Regions from separate parts of the Sus scrofa genome. Here regions 2 and 3 are each linked to region 1. Evidence: chromatin contacts called from public Hi-C and HiChIP or PLAC-seq data. All regions are on one chromosome and are shown on one strand. The core of a region is the stretch at or near the end of the contact, and the rest is flanking DNA. Distances in the headings are between cores, read along the strand shown. Region 1 holds the start of PCBP1 (poly(rC)-binding protein 1). Region 2 holds the start of ASPRV1 (retroviral-like aspartic protease 1). Region 3 overlaps ASPRV1 (retroviral-like aspartic protease 1).

Region 1 (4,245 bases), core at 851-3,350:
TTTGTTCCTAAGAGTTTTCCACGTGAGATTGGGGGTGGGGCTGGTAAGAGAGGATATACTGCCATTCATCAGAGGTCTAGAGAATGGGCATACTTTTTCCATCTAAGAAATCCCTTATGTTTTCCATCAGAGAAATGGGCAGAGGCCTCTCTCTGGAATCTGGCTGGAGAGATGTCACTTTTCAAGAGAGCATCCCCATCTCTGCAACCACCCCAAAATGGGCGCAGCCTGCTGTGCTCCTTTGTTGGAACTGAGAGGGAATGGAATCTTACCAATAAGGTGAAAAGGACTTGAGAAAATACCAAGGACGGGCCCACCCTTCTCCCTACAAAGCCCTTATGCTAAAAGGGGAGGGGGAAAAAAATGCACCAACAAAGAGTTTAAGATAGTAGTTCCCAGCTTTTTCAAATATGAAGCATTTTTTAACCAATCCATTTTTAATTTTTAAATTCTTGACATTACAGAACTAAACTGAAGTTTATTAACATTCCACTCTTACATTTCTTATCGACAAACAGAAAATTCATGAGCCAAAAACCCAAAACAAAACTAAAAACAGGGAAAAGCTTATAAAACTAAATATGAATCCCAGCATTAACAGCTGAACAGAGAATGTGATTTTTAAATTCTTAGCGGATGATAAAGTTGTGTAGAAACTGAACACTTACAAATTATTTAAAACCTGGAATCACTGACCAGAAATTACACAGTTGGATCATGGGAAAACAGCAGAAAGGGGTTATGAGTGAACCTACACTGTTCTAGCTGCACCCCATGCCCTTCTCAGAGGAAAGCCTGGCATTGATTAGATATTGGGCCAGACTAATACTGGCAGCAGAACCAGTGATAGTAACCTGCCTACCAGAAGAGCCTTCCACTGGATTGGCAATTTTGATCTGGGCCCCGGACATCTGGCGGATCTCATTAATGTTGGCGCCTTGGCGCCCGATTATGCAGCCAATTAAGTTATTTGGAATGGTGAGTTCATGGGTGGTTTGAGTAGATGCATCCAAACTTGCCCAATAGCCTTTCACCTCTGGAGAGCTGGAGTCAATTCCGGCGAATCCGGTCCCGCCGTGCATCATGGCAAAGTGAGACTGTTGTCTTGCCACCTGGTTCAGCTTGGCCAGATCGAGCGGAGAAATGGTGTGTTGTCCTTGAATCGAGTAGGCATCTAGAGGTGTTCCCTCCAGGTCATGGGTGGCATGAGGGTAGCCCGCAGCGTCGCTGCACCGATCTTGGCCGCCCGCGCAGATGACCGGAGAGCTGGCCGGCATGGGCTGGTACGGAATGGTCATGACTCTCCCTTGCGGAGACTGGGAGAGCGTCTCCAGCATGACCAGGCAGATCTGCTTGACACACTCGGTGACAGACTGCGGCACGCCAGCAATGGTGATGGCCCGCTCGGTAGAGTTGGGCAGCATATCCCCCGCCACCTGGACCTGGGCCCCCGTACTCTCGCGGATCTCTTTGATCTTACAGCCGCCTTTCCCAATCAGGGAGCCGCACTGGGTGGCCGGCACCACGAGCCTCAGGGTGACCGGGGGCCTGCTGGCCGCCGTGCTGTTGGTCATGGAGCTGTTGATATCTTCTTCCAGCTTGTCGATGATCATAGCGAAGGCCTTAAAGATGGCATTGGTGGGGCCGGTCAGAGTGATGATTCTCTCCGGACAATTCCCCTCCGAGATGTTGATCCGCGCGCCACTCTCCTCGCGGATCCTCTTAACCGACTCCCCTTTCTTCCCAATAATGCTTCCTACTTCCTTTCCGTGCATAAGCAGCCGAATGGTGAGAGTCACATTTAGTCCACTTTCAGTCACACCGGCATCCATGGCGAGCGGCGGGCGGCGTTCGGGGGAGTTGGGCTCGTTACGTGGTCAAGTCTTTGGTGGCTGGCGGGGGGAGGGGAGGTGTAGGCCCAAAACTGCCGGCGCGAGGCGAGCGAGGGCCGCGGGAGCGAGCGGGCGCGGGAGGGAGGCCGCGGCGTCGTCGCAGGGGCGGGCGGCGGCGGCGGAGGGGGCGAGCGGGGCCGGGAGCGGCGGGCGGGCGGGTGGGCGAGGGCGCGGCGGTGGCGACTCCGGCGGCAGCCTCGGCGGTCTGGGCGGGGCGGGAAGCCCGCTTTCAACCCCGCGTACCCTCTGACCCCGGAAGTGCTTGTGCGCAGGACCCCTTGAAAAAAAAAAGAGGACCCATGGTTTTTAGGTCACAAGATTACGCCAATCCCCATGGAATAGTTTTTTAGAAAACCCTTTTACCAGCCTAGCATTGAAAATAAAGCCCCGGTGGGTAAAAGCTGTGAGTCCGGCAAGGCTTAAAAACGAACATGTATTCTATTAACCCTAGAGGCGCCGGCGGATGATTGGAAATGTAGTGTTGTGAATGACGGTGCGACACATTATTTTTCCTCTCTATAAAAGCGATTTGGACACGGAGCGACTCGGACAGCCCCGGGAGAAACTGCAGGCGGCAGCTAGGACGCCGCGGGTTTAAAACGTGCGCGTGAGGCAGCCAGAGCGCGTGCGCGAGGGTGTGGGGAGGATGGGAGGGGCAACTGTGGTCTTCCGGGGGGAGGGGCGGCGAGGCGAGGCCCGCTGGGCGGGCGCGGGCGCGGGCGCGCGCCGGCGGGCGGGCACGTGGGGCCCCTTCGTCCTCGGCGTCCGGGCGCCCCGCGCCAGCCCCCACCCCCTCCCCGCCACCGCGGAGGCGGCCTGTGAGGAGAAAGGCCGAAAGCCCTCCTGCGCCGCCGCCAAATTCGCGGCTCTACTGATGGTTTCTGGGAAGTGTTAGAAACATGGCCATAAAGAGTATGGCGTCCATTTACATAATGCTTTGTCTGCATTTTGCAACTTTGTTAGACCCGCAGAAACCCCCACCTCCTGCGCAGGTGTTTAGTCGCTGCCACCTTGTCAGACATTTCAGACAGTGGCGTTCATTTAGGGCACCGCATTTACCCGTGCTCGGGGAGTTCCTGCGGTTTTCCCCGCCAAGGTTAAGCTCCCGCTACTGCACATCGGCCTTTTCCCGCATGGTGCAGCCGCCGCGCCGCGCCCGCGCTCTCTGGGGGCGGCCCCCAACCGGGCCCGCCATCTTGGAAGGCCTTTGCTGCCGAGTGTCCAGCCGCGGGTTCCTCTCGCTAAAGAAAGGTCGCTGGGGTGGTTGGTGTGGCAGTTGTGATTTCTGCCCTTTCCCCTTTCCTTTGGCTGAGCCTGACAGAAAAGACCGGGTGCTTAGCGTCCTTCCGGATCCCTGAGAGAAAGCGGCTAACGTGGCGGCCCCTCCGCCCCCTCCTTCGTCCCCGCGGGCGTAGCCGCCATGTTTCCTGAACACAAAATGGCGACACGTGGCCTGGATTCGTCGCCAACGAGAAATTGGGGTCGGCCTGAAAGCTCTAGAACGCGCCCCTCCCCCCTCCCGGCTCCGGATGCCGGTGGGTTGGGGCCTTTCCCGTGCAGCGAGTACTCTTACCAGATAGGAGTGAAACCCTGCAGGCTGGTCCCAACCTCAGCGGGCGAATTTTATTGTAATTTTCAAATTAATTTGAAAGGGGAACGTGAATAAGTGAAATGTGGGCATCATACCGAGTCTCTGCTCATTTCAAGTTTAATAATGGATGATTGTGGGGGCGGGGGCGAGGAAACAGAACCATTGATTAGTTTGGGCCCCCAGTACCAGAACATTTAGAGATCACTGCTTTAGGAAACGAAATGGGAAGTTACTGCTTTCCTAGACCAGTGTATAGGCTGTTATGCTGGAGAGATAAAGAAATGCTATTGTAAAGCTTTTTAAAAAAGACCATTTCCTTGAATGACTAGAATACTTATGACCTTTTACATGGGTCAGCTGGCCAGTGAACCTCGGTTTACCATCATTGTTGACTTACAGGCTAGAAGGAAAAGACGTTTATTGTGCATTTGCCGGTGCTAGAGCCTGTGCTAGCCATTTTATTGCATACTGTCTTTAATTTTTACAGTGATCCTCTGAGGTACGTGTTCTGTCTCTCTTTTAACAGATGAAATCACTTAGATGAAGTGACTAATTCAAGGTCACGCACTGTTCAGGATGGAATTCAGACCTTCTGATGTACTTATTGGTGAGCACATTTCCCAACTTTTCTCTTAAGTCAGGGTTTTAGAATTTAAGTGCTATTTGGATGAGCTTGTCATTAAAAGGATCCCTCAGGTAACCTTTTGTTGCATAGTCACCTGTTTGTATCTGCTTGGGAGTTTTTCCTGGTGTGAGCTATAC
Region 2 (4,245 bases), core at 769-3,268, 56 kb before region 1:
GTAGGTCAAAGATGTGGCTCGGATCCCGAGTTGCTGTGGCTGTGGTATAGGCCAGCAGCTGCAGCTCCAATTCAACTCCTAGCCTGGGAACCTCCATATGCCACTTGCTGGGCTCTAAAAACCAAAACCAAAAACAAAACAAAAAAAAACAGGCAGATTGCCTGCTTGAAAAGCAAGAACAACTAAGGTTGCTCAACCACATTGCTTGGTCCATTCTGAAAAATCCTTCAATCTAAACACTTGAGGACATTAGTCATAGCTTTTTGACCAAACCAAGCCTATGACTGACAGGCAAATCCTGGCTAGGTCTAGCAATACTTTTTTTTTTTTTTTTAATGACCCAACAGGGGTCATAAAACACATGGCTAGGGCAAATAATTTATCCAAAGAAGCCCCCACTCAAATACTAAGGACTTCTCCCAGGACCACCCCTGGCCCACCAATAGAGCCCATCAAAATCTAGAATGGCAGATTTCACCAGCGGCTCAGTAGGTTAAAAGACCTGGCATTGTCCCTGCTGTGGCACAGGTCACTGCTGTGGTGTGAGTTTGATCCCTGGCCTGGGAACTTCAACATGCTACAGGTATAGCCAAGAAAAAGTCTGGAATGATGTTCAGAGTTGCATTGACCTTTTCTAAACAGACTTTGCCAGGTCACACATGGCCCTAGCCGAGTACTGTACCCACTCCTAGACACCTTTGGGACACCATCAGCCTTGACCTCATTTCAGACTCTACCCATGCTATCAGAGTAGAGTGGTCCTAGTGCTCTTCAAACTCTGTACCCACCCATATACACACTCATCTGTATCATCCCCTGCATATCTCCTCCATTAATTGTTGGAATCTTACACTTCTGGGGACTGCCCAGCTACTGCCTTTCCATGCTGCAGCCACTTTGTATTCTAGTGTGAGCAGCACAAAACCCTTCATGTCTACGCAACTTTCTGTTGCACAGACTGATCATCCTCAGACTGAGTGTATTAATGGGTCTGAGAGAGAATCCATCTTAACTCCTCCAGGCAACATGGCTGGGCCCCTAACGTAATGGGCATCATGAGGACAACTTATTACTCCTATACCTAGAACACTTCGATTCACACCTGCCTCTACCAGAACTATCATCTCAACAGCTTGCTACTACTATTTGGAAGAATGACAGGCCACCCAAAAGTCCAGAAAATCTGACTCCCAAGAACTACCCACCTAAGTGAAGGTTTATAAGCCTGCCACCTGGCTTTCTCAAGGTACCAGATGCTATCAGCCCTGTGACTTTCTGGGCCAAGCCATTTCCAGTCACAAAAATTCACTCCATCTTTCACTGATTCCTGTTACATCTGGTCTGCTAATAACCTGCCCTTCCCTCCAACCCACATGTGCACACACTTGCATCCACACCAGCCCTGAGGCCTGGCCATATATAGTACAACCTGTGTATGTCATCCCAGGGGCACTCTTGTCACTGCCTGATCTGCCCTCTATTACAAGAACCCAGAGAAACCCTACTCCATCTGCTGAAGATGGGGGAATGGGCAGGGGCTGCCTTCCTCCAGTTCTTTGAATTAGGGACTGTCTCAAGCATAATACACACAAAAGTCACCTACAAAGAACAGCACTTGTGTCTACTTTTTTGGTGACTTATCCCAAGTTGGACTTGCTTAACCCCCTTAACCTAGTTCTTTCTTTTGTTAGTCTCTCAGATTGATTTCCTACTTTTCTTCCTTTGCATCTTGTGATATTTTTTGGTACTCCTTATATGATCCTCTTTTAAAACCTCCTTAAGTACCCTGCTCCCTGTCTGCCTGCCCTTCCACCATCCAGCTCTGCAAACTCCCTTCGTATCTTTCTACCATCCCACCTGCTTCACCAAGGGATTGGGATGGCGTTTATAAGATGGAAGAAATGCTGCTGGACTGCAGACTGCACTTTGGGTTGCAGGACCTAATACCTGTGCTGGTGCTGACCGCTACCTTTCGCGACTATTAACGGGAGAGGGCAGTGCTGCAGGCGGTGACCTCCGCAGTTAGGGGCCCTTAAGAGTAGCTATGCATTTCAAGGGAGTGTAATAGCGTGAGCTGCTTAAGGTGCGCTCCTGCCAAGTTGACCCAACACGTTCCTACGAACTAGTTCTAATCCCACGATACAGAAGTACAAAAAGTGTCTTCATCCATGTATGTTCCCTGAGGTTTTTCGCCATTCTCCCCAGCCCACCGTCCTACGGTTCAGATTTTAACCCCTGGGTTCAACGCCCCAACCCGTCAACACACTCTGCTACCCACTTACCAGAGTGGATAGCAGCAGAGCCATCTCAGACAAGCTATTTAACCCTCTGAGCCACAGTTTCCTCAGCTGGATATTATGCAGGGTAAATAAGATACTGTCTGAAACGCTTGTTATATACTAGCTATTATCCTTTCACCTATTGTTCTGCACTTCTCTCTTCTACCGTGTTTTTCTAACTTAGCTTTGGTGCTTTTTGTACCTCCCTAAGAACTTTGGGCTTAAAACCACAGCAAATCTCAATTTTGATTTAAGTAAAAAAAAAAAAAGGCTGGAAGTAAATATGAAGAGTATTGCTATTCCTTTTCTTCATATATTTTCTTCCCCCCCCACTTTGTTTTTCCTTTAAAGACCAATTTAACCCATTCGATACAAGGAAAGGTTACAATCTTAAAACAAGGAGCGAAATAATCAAGTTTCCACCCTGTGCTTAAAAGGAGACGATAAAGATGCGCAGGCGCGCAGAGCGAGGGCCGGTCACGCGGCGGTCGCCCCCTCGGCTCCAAGAGCTGACGTCAGTCACGTTCTCCTCTCGCCCGCGTCGACGCTTCCGGCCGGTTTGGGCTTTTCTTCCACCAGGCGGCGCTGCAGGACGTTGTGTGGCTGACGCCTCCTGCGCAGGCGCATTGAATTCCCGGACACGTCACCACCTTCGCGTCTTTTCTGGAGAGCGCGGGAAGGCGAGAACAGGAGGGCGGTGACGTCACCGGGGTTCCCCGCGTGGCACGCGGGGGCGGGGGGGTTGGGGACGTGGCGCGCGGCGTGGGGGTGGCGCCGAGCGCAGGCTCCGCTGGGGCTGACGGGGCCGCGCCTACTGCCGACTCTCCGGCGCTGCCTCGTGACCCGCTGTGGGGCCCGGGCGGGCCAGGGCGGCGGGCCGAGCTGCGGGAAAGGTGCTGACGGGGCGGGCTCGGAGAGGAGGGGTTCCGGCGGCCCAGCGCGAGACTCCTGAGGTCGTTAGCCGGCTAGGTCGCCCAGGCGTAACCTAGCCGCCTTCAGACCCGCTGGGAGGCCGGGCACCGACTTCCTGGTTCGGGCCGACGGAGCTTGGACTCCGACCCGCGGGTCCGCGGGAGCAGCGGGCACGTGGGGCCCAGGCCGCACCCGGAGCTTCAGAAAGCGCGGCTTGGCGGGGAGGGAGCAGCTGCGTCCGGGCTCCTCCCCGCCTGCCTGGTATTGGCCGTGTTTCGCCCTAGCGGTGCGGCGGGATGGGGAGTGAGGGGGAGCGTGGGCTCCTGCTGGCCTCTTACTGTTTGCCCTGAGAGAGTCATTCAGTACTTCTGTCGGTTTTCTCCTTTGCAAAATATCCTCCACTCTGCAGACTTAACTAGTCTGTGTCTAGCACGTGGCAGATGGTTAGTCAAAATATAAAAAATTATTTTTTCCCACTCAGCTCCACTGGGTCCTTAGAGTCACTTGGCAGGGGCATTAATCCCTGGGTAGTCCGTAGAACAAAAGGCTTTGTACGGTTCTGTGTCCTGGTACTTAGTGGACTGAAGCTTCCCTTTTCTTAGCATGAGTTCCAAGTCCTGCCTGTGGCTTTGGAAGAAAAGGTGGCAAATGACTCATCGATGACCTGACGAGTTGAACCTGGGGCCTGATCAGAATTTGGGGGAGGGTGGTGATGGGAATTTTCTCTGGGCCCCAGCACCTGTGATACTACTTAACTGAGAGGCTGTGGGATTTCCGGCTGGGAGCCCTGTCTAGGGCACACACTGCTTTGAGGCACCCTTCAGTCTCTCCTCTAGCTGCCCCTTCCCAGAGTTTTTCATCTCATGCTGCATTGCTATAGCCAAGATACCTTTCCTGGGATGGCTTGAGACCTGGGGACAAGCTAGCCTCCTGTAGCTTATAGGAAGCTGATCTCAGAGTAACAGAATACAAGATTTTTTTCTTTTCTTTTCCTTTTAGGACCATGCCTGTAGCATATGGAAGTCCCCAGGTTAGGGCTCAAATCAGAGCTGCA
Region 3 (4,245 bases), core at 688-3,187, 34 kb before region 1:
TTAAATTGATTACATGTTGAAATAATAGTTTAATATATCAGATTAAGGAATCCAAAATTTTAAATTTTTACTGCTTTAAATTTTTTTTAATGTGGCTACTAGAATAATTTATTTTGGCCAAACCTTCGCTACATCAGTGACCTCAGTCACAGCAGTGACAATGTGGAGCCCTTAACCTGCTGGGCCACCGGGAACTAGAAAATTTTAAATGTGAATCACTTTATATTTTTATTGACAGCAGTTGTAATCACTTTTATCCACTGCTGTCCTTCACTCGGGTAAAGAGTTTTTCTGGTCCCTTGAGTCTTTTCCAATTACATGACTCCGTTGGCTTTTTAATTTTTTTTTTTTAGGCTCACACCTGTGTCATGTGGAAGTTCCCAGGCCAGGAGTCAAATTGGCGCTACAGGTGCCAGCCTACCCTACAGCCACAGCAATGCTAGATCTGAGCCACATCTGTGACCTACACAGCAGCTCATGGCAACATCAGATCCTTAATCCACTGAGCAGGGCCAGGGATCAAACCTACATCCTCATGGATATTAGTCAGATTCATTACCCACCAAGCCACAAAGGGAACTCAATAAATATATATATTTTTGATGTTGTAACCATGGATGTTTATTTCTCAGTGTTTTGAAGGCAGAAATCCAAGATCAAGGTACTAGGAAATTCAGTGTCTAGTGATAGCCCTCTTCCTGACTTACAGATGGTGGACTCTGTTCTTGCTGTGTCTTCTAAGAGCCTCTTGAAAGAAAGCCTGTCTGCTTGTTAAAAATTTGTTGTTAAATTAAAACCTCCAAGAGTTTCCTTCATGGCTCAGCGGTTAACAAACCGACTAGGATCCATGAGGGTGTGGGTTCCATTCCTGGCCTCAATCAGTGGGGTTAAGGATCTAGCACTGCCATGAGGTGTGGTGTAGGTCACAGATGGGGCTTGGGTCCTGCATTGCTGCTGCTGTGACTGTGGTGTAGGCTGCAGCTACAGCTCTGATTCCACCCCTAGGCTGGGAATCTCCATTTACCAGGAGTGTGTTAGTTAAAGAAAAAAAAAAAAAAAAAAGGGCAAAAAAACCCTGAGAAAATAAAACCTCCAGGATTTTGTGGGGTTTTTAAAGTTTGCCTTCCTTTTAGGGTTTTGTTTTTTAGCATGAATTAGTATCATCCTAGGACTTCACTTTTTTGAATATTCTTAGTTACCTCTGCTCTTTCTCATATATGATTTGTCCTATGACCAAGGATGATTTTTGGCATCCTTGTCATCTACATCAGTCTTCTTCAGTGTATGGCTTTGTCTCCCTCAAGTCCCCAAAGACGGAACACAACCATTGCAGACACCCCATAAAGGTCGGAGTTACTGTTTAATGGGTACAAATTTTCAGTTGGGGATGACAGAAAAGTTCTGGAGATGGACAGTGGCCATGGTTGCACAACCATGTGAACGTACTTTAATGTCACTGAACGGTACACTTAATTTGGTTAAATTCGTAAATTTTAGGTTACCTACATTTTACCGCAAAAAAATATATATATATATATATATATATACATATATATATATAATGAAAGGAATGAAGTTCTCAGATGTTACAACATGGGTGGATCCTGAAAACATCATGCTAAACAAAGTAAACCTGACGCAAAAGGCCAAATATGTGCGATTCCCTCCATGAGTTATACAGAAGAGCAAATTTGTAGAGACCGCGAGTAGATAAGAAGTCACGAGGAGCTGAAGGGCGGGAGTGGGGTGGGGTGGGAGCGGGGAAACTGGAGGGATTAAAAACAAAAGGGGTGCGGAGCAAAGGGCTGCTGGAGGGGAGCGGGGCAGCGGCTGGAGGAGAGGGGGCCAGAAGGCCGGCGGCGGGGGTGCGTGGCAGGCGCGCGGGCGTCTTTGTCCCGGACCCGGAAGCGCGGGTCCAAGCGGGGGAGCGCCGCCCCCGAGAGAACGCGGGCCGGGGCGCCCGGCCAGGGCCGACGCTTGGCAGGAACCCAGTCCCCGCCCGCGCCTCCTCCCTTGCCCTTCCGCAAGCGCTGGCGGCGCAGCGCGCTCTCCTCTCTCCCCGTCCTCCTCAACAAAGAGCCCAGAGGAAGCCCCGGCCGCGCGCCTCGCGCCGGCACAGACGCCCACGAGTTGGAAATAACCAGTGGGCGCTCCCATTCGTCTGGTGCTACTGCTCCTGCGCCCTGGACTCCTTGCCTCAGGGTCTTTATCGCCGATCCTGGGTCCTAGGTGGTTTCTGCTTTTGTCTTGCACTTGCTCATTTTTACTGTGTAAGTAGGAAGGATTTCTCCCCCTTCTTCCTTCATCTTCCACTCTCCCAGTATTAACCTATGTACTTCAGTGATTTTCCCCATGACCACGACAAATCAAACACACACACACACACACACACACACACACACACACACACACACACGGCATCTTTTGTTTTCCAAAATGGCATCATAATAGTATACACCACTCTGCATCTTGGTTTTCTAGTACATCATGGAAACCCCAAATCCCGGCAGGGATTCACTCTAATAATGGCTGAGTATTAATCCTTGGCATGAAGGCACCTCGGTTTACTCAATAATTCTGTTGTTCACGCCCTTTCCTTTGTTTCCTGTGTTTTATCACCACAAACGGTGCTCCCTTGAATAGGGAGCCCCCAGGGCGAGAACAATTCCCGCTTTCACCAGTGAGGTCTGAGAGGTCCTTATCCCCAAGACCCAGGAGCATTTTGCTAGCCTGCCGGGTGTCTGTCACTTCATCATGCCTGCTGTCAGAGGTGGGATCCGCCGGCGACCTCCCTCCATTTTCCTCCTTTCCACCCTTTTTCTGCTGAAGGTCTTTTCTCCTCCCTTGCAAGACTAACTTCCTCCTGAGCCTCAGAGCTCTCTCCTCCTCCTTCTGGCCGGGTTTCACCTAACCCCTCCCCCTCACATTTTCAATTTCATCCTCCCAAGGTGCTCAAGTCTCCCCTTCCTAATGAAAAAAAATAGTCTGTTTGTTCCTTGTGGTATTTCCTACTTCTTTCCTTCCATTTTCTATACAACTTGAAAAACTTTTTTCTAATTATTTTGCTATTAGATATTACATGGCCATGGTTCATAATCCAAAGGTATAATTAATATAAAACGGAGAGACAACAGACTCGTGTCTGCTAACCACCCATTTTCCTCTCCCAAAGCCCTGACTAATACCACTGCCTTGTGTGTTTTTCCAGAAGAATTATAGCGATGTATGTATCTTGCACAAACAGTAGCCAGAGGAGGGGACTGCTCTTCAATGCCACAGGACTTAGAGAAACTACCTGCCCCTTCTTGCTCCTCACCGACTTCTCACCCCCTCTCCCCTTGGGCTCTTCTCACATGACTGAAGCTGCCTTCTCTGAAGGGCTGGAAACTCAGGTCCAGTCCCTTCCTCTAGATTGCCTCCCATTATCAGATCAAGTGCTGGGTCCTGGCAGTGTGACCTTTGCAGTATTTATTTCTCTGATCCCTCCTCTTTGTTCCTACCACTCCTCCTTCTTCGGGTTTCATCTGTCACCTTGCCAGGCCACTGCAGTAGCTTCCTGGCTGTCTCCCAGGCTCTGACACTAATCCCTCATCCTGCTGCTAGTCTTTGATCCAGGAAGCCATAGCAAATACTGTGCCAAGGAGATGGCCTCTTAGTTTTGGCAAATTGATAAAGTTTGTTGCATGGAAGGAGCACTGGTCTGGGCGACCAGAGGCCAGGGTAGAATAGAGACCCTGCCTTTTCCTTGCCTGGTACTGCAAATTCCTCCCCATCTCTGGTTTCCTCACCAGATGAGCTCTAAGGCCCTATCTGGCTCTAGCCTCTGTGAGGCTACAATTACCATTCCATTCCTTCCAGCCCCACCCCATCTCCTGCTCCCTGTCTGGTCCTTTCCCCAATCAGCCACACTTTACTTTCCCTCTAACAGGGCCTCTGGAAAGCCCTCCTTATTCTAAATACCCCAAATCTACTCATCCTTGAAGACCTGACTTTTAATTGTTTTTCTCAAAAAGTCTTGGCAATGTCCTCCAATAAGAGGAACCACTTTATCCTTGTAAGGCCACTGTCGGTAGCACTTTATCTCATTAATGGCCTGACCACTCTGCCTTGTAGAGTTGTTCCACCTTTGTCCTTCTTCTACTGTTGTCTACCTCTCTCCTACTCCCCCTAGCATAATACTTTGTACATGGTAGAGGTTATAGTTTTAGGAGTCCCGAGATCTGGACCCAAGTTTTAGCTCTGACA

The links. A called contact is a pair of places that touch in the nucleus more often than the background predicts. HiChIP or PLAC-seq counts read pairs in DNA pulled down with a chosen protein or histone mark.
Region 2: a contact with region 1 is called in an H3K27ac HiChIP or PLAC-seq map of skeletal muscle. The contact joins the promoter of ASPRV1 here to the promoter of PCBP1 in region 1. A contact is called at or near these places in 3 of 5 promoter capture datasets (fetal liver, fetal skeletal muscle and liver), 32 of 47 Hi-C or Micro-C datasets (adipose tissue, alveolar macrophages, blood and 16 more) and 2 of 2 datasets of contacts at active chromatin or transcription factors (alveolar macrophages and skeletal muscle).
Region 3: a contact with region 1 is called in a Hi-C map of skeletal muscle, with 9 times the contacts expected there. The contact joins the enhancer-like site here to the promoter of PCBP1 in region 1. A contact is called at or near these places in 2 of 5 promoter capture datasets (fetal liver and liver), 25 of 47 Hi-C or Micro-C datasets (alveolar macrophages, blood, brain and 13 more) and 2 of 2 datasets of contacts at active chromatin or transcription factors (alveolar macrophages and skeletal muscle).

Annotation. Positions count from the first base shown.
Region 1 is chr3:72,378,264-72,382,508 of Sscrofa11.1, forward strand. PCBP1 (poly(rC)-binding protein 1) reads right to left here and starts at 2,101. Exons shown (of 1, transcript XM_003125057.4): 1 at 380-2,101. The coding sequence starts at 1,832. The coding sequence ends at 762. ASPRV1 (retroviral-like aspartic protease 1) reads left to right here. Exons shown (of 13, transcript XR_002342602.1): 4 at 4,010-4,090.
Region 2 is chr3:72,321,940-72,326,184 of Sscrofa11.1, forward strand. ASPRV1 (retroviral-like aspartic protease 1) reads left to right here and starts at 2,019. Exons shown (of 13, transcript XR_002342602.1): 1 at 2,019-3,172.
Region 3 is chr3:72,344,919-72,349,163 of Sscrofa11.1, forward strand. The region is part of intron 3 of ASPRV1 (retroviral-like aspartic protease 1); the gene reads left to right. Among named protein-coding and RNA genes, the nearest start is that of ASPRV1, 23 kb to the left of the region's middle. Within about 2 kb of position 1,938, at least 70 of the 83 cell types and tissues checked have an H3K27ac peak or open chromatin away from gene starts, as enhancers often do. A contact at or near this core is called in alveolar macrophages, brain, epiblast stem cells and 8 more, where this site is marked.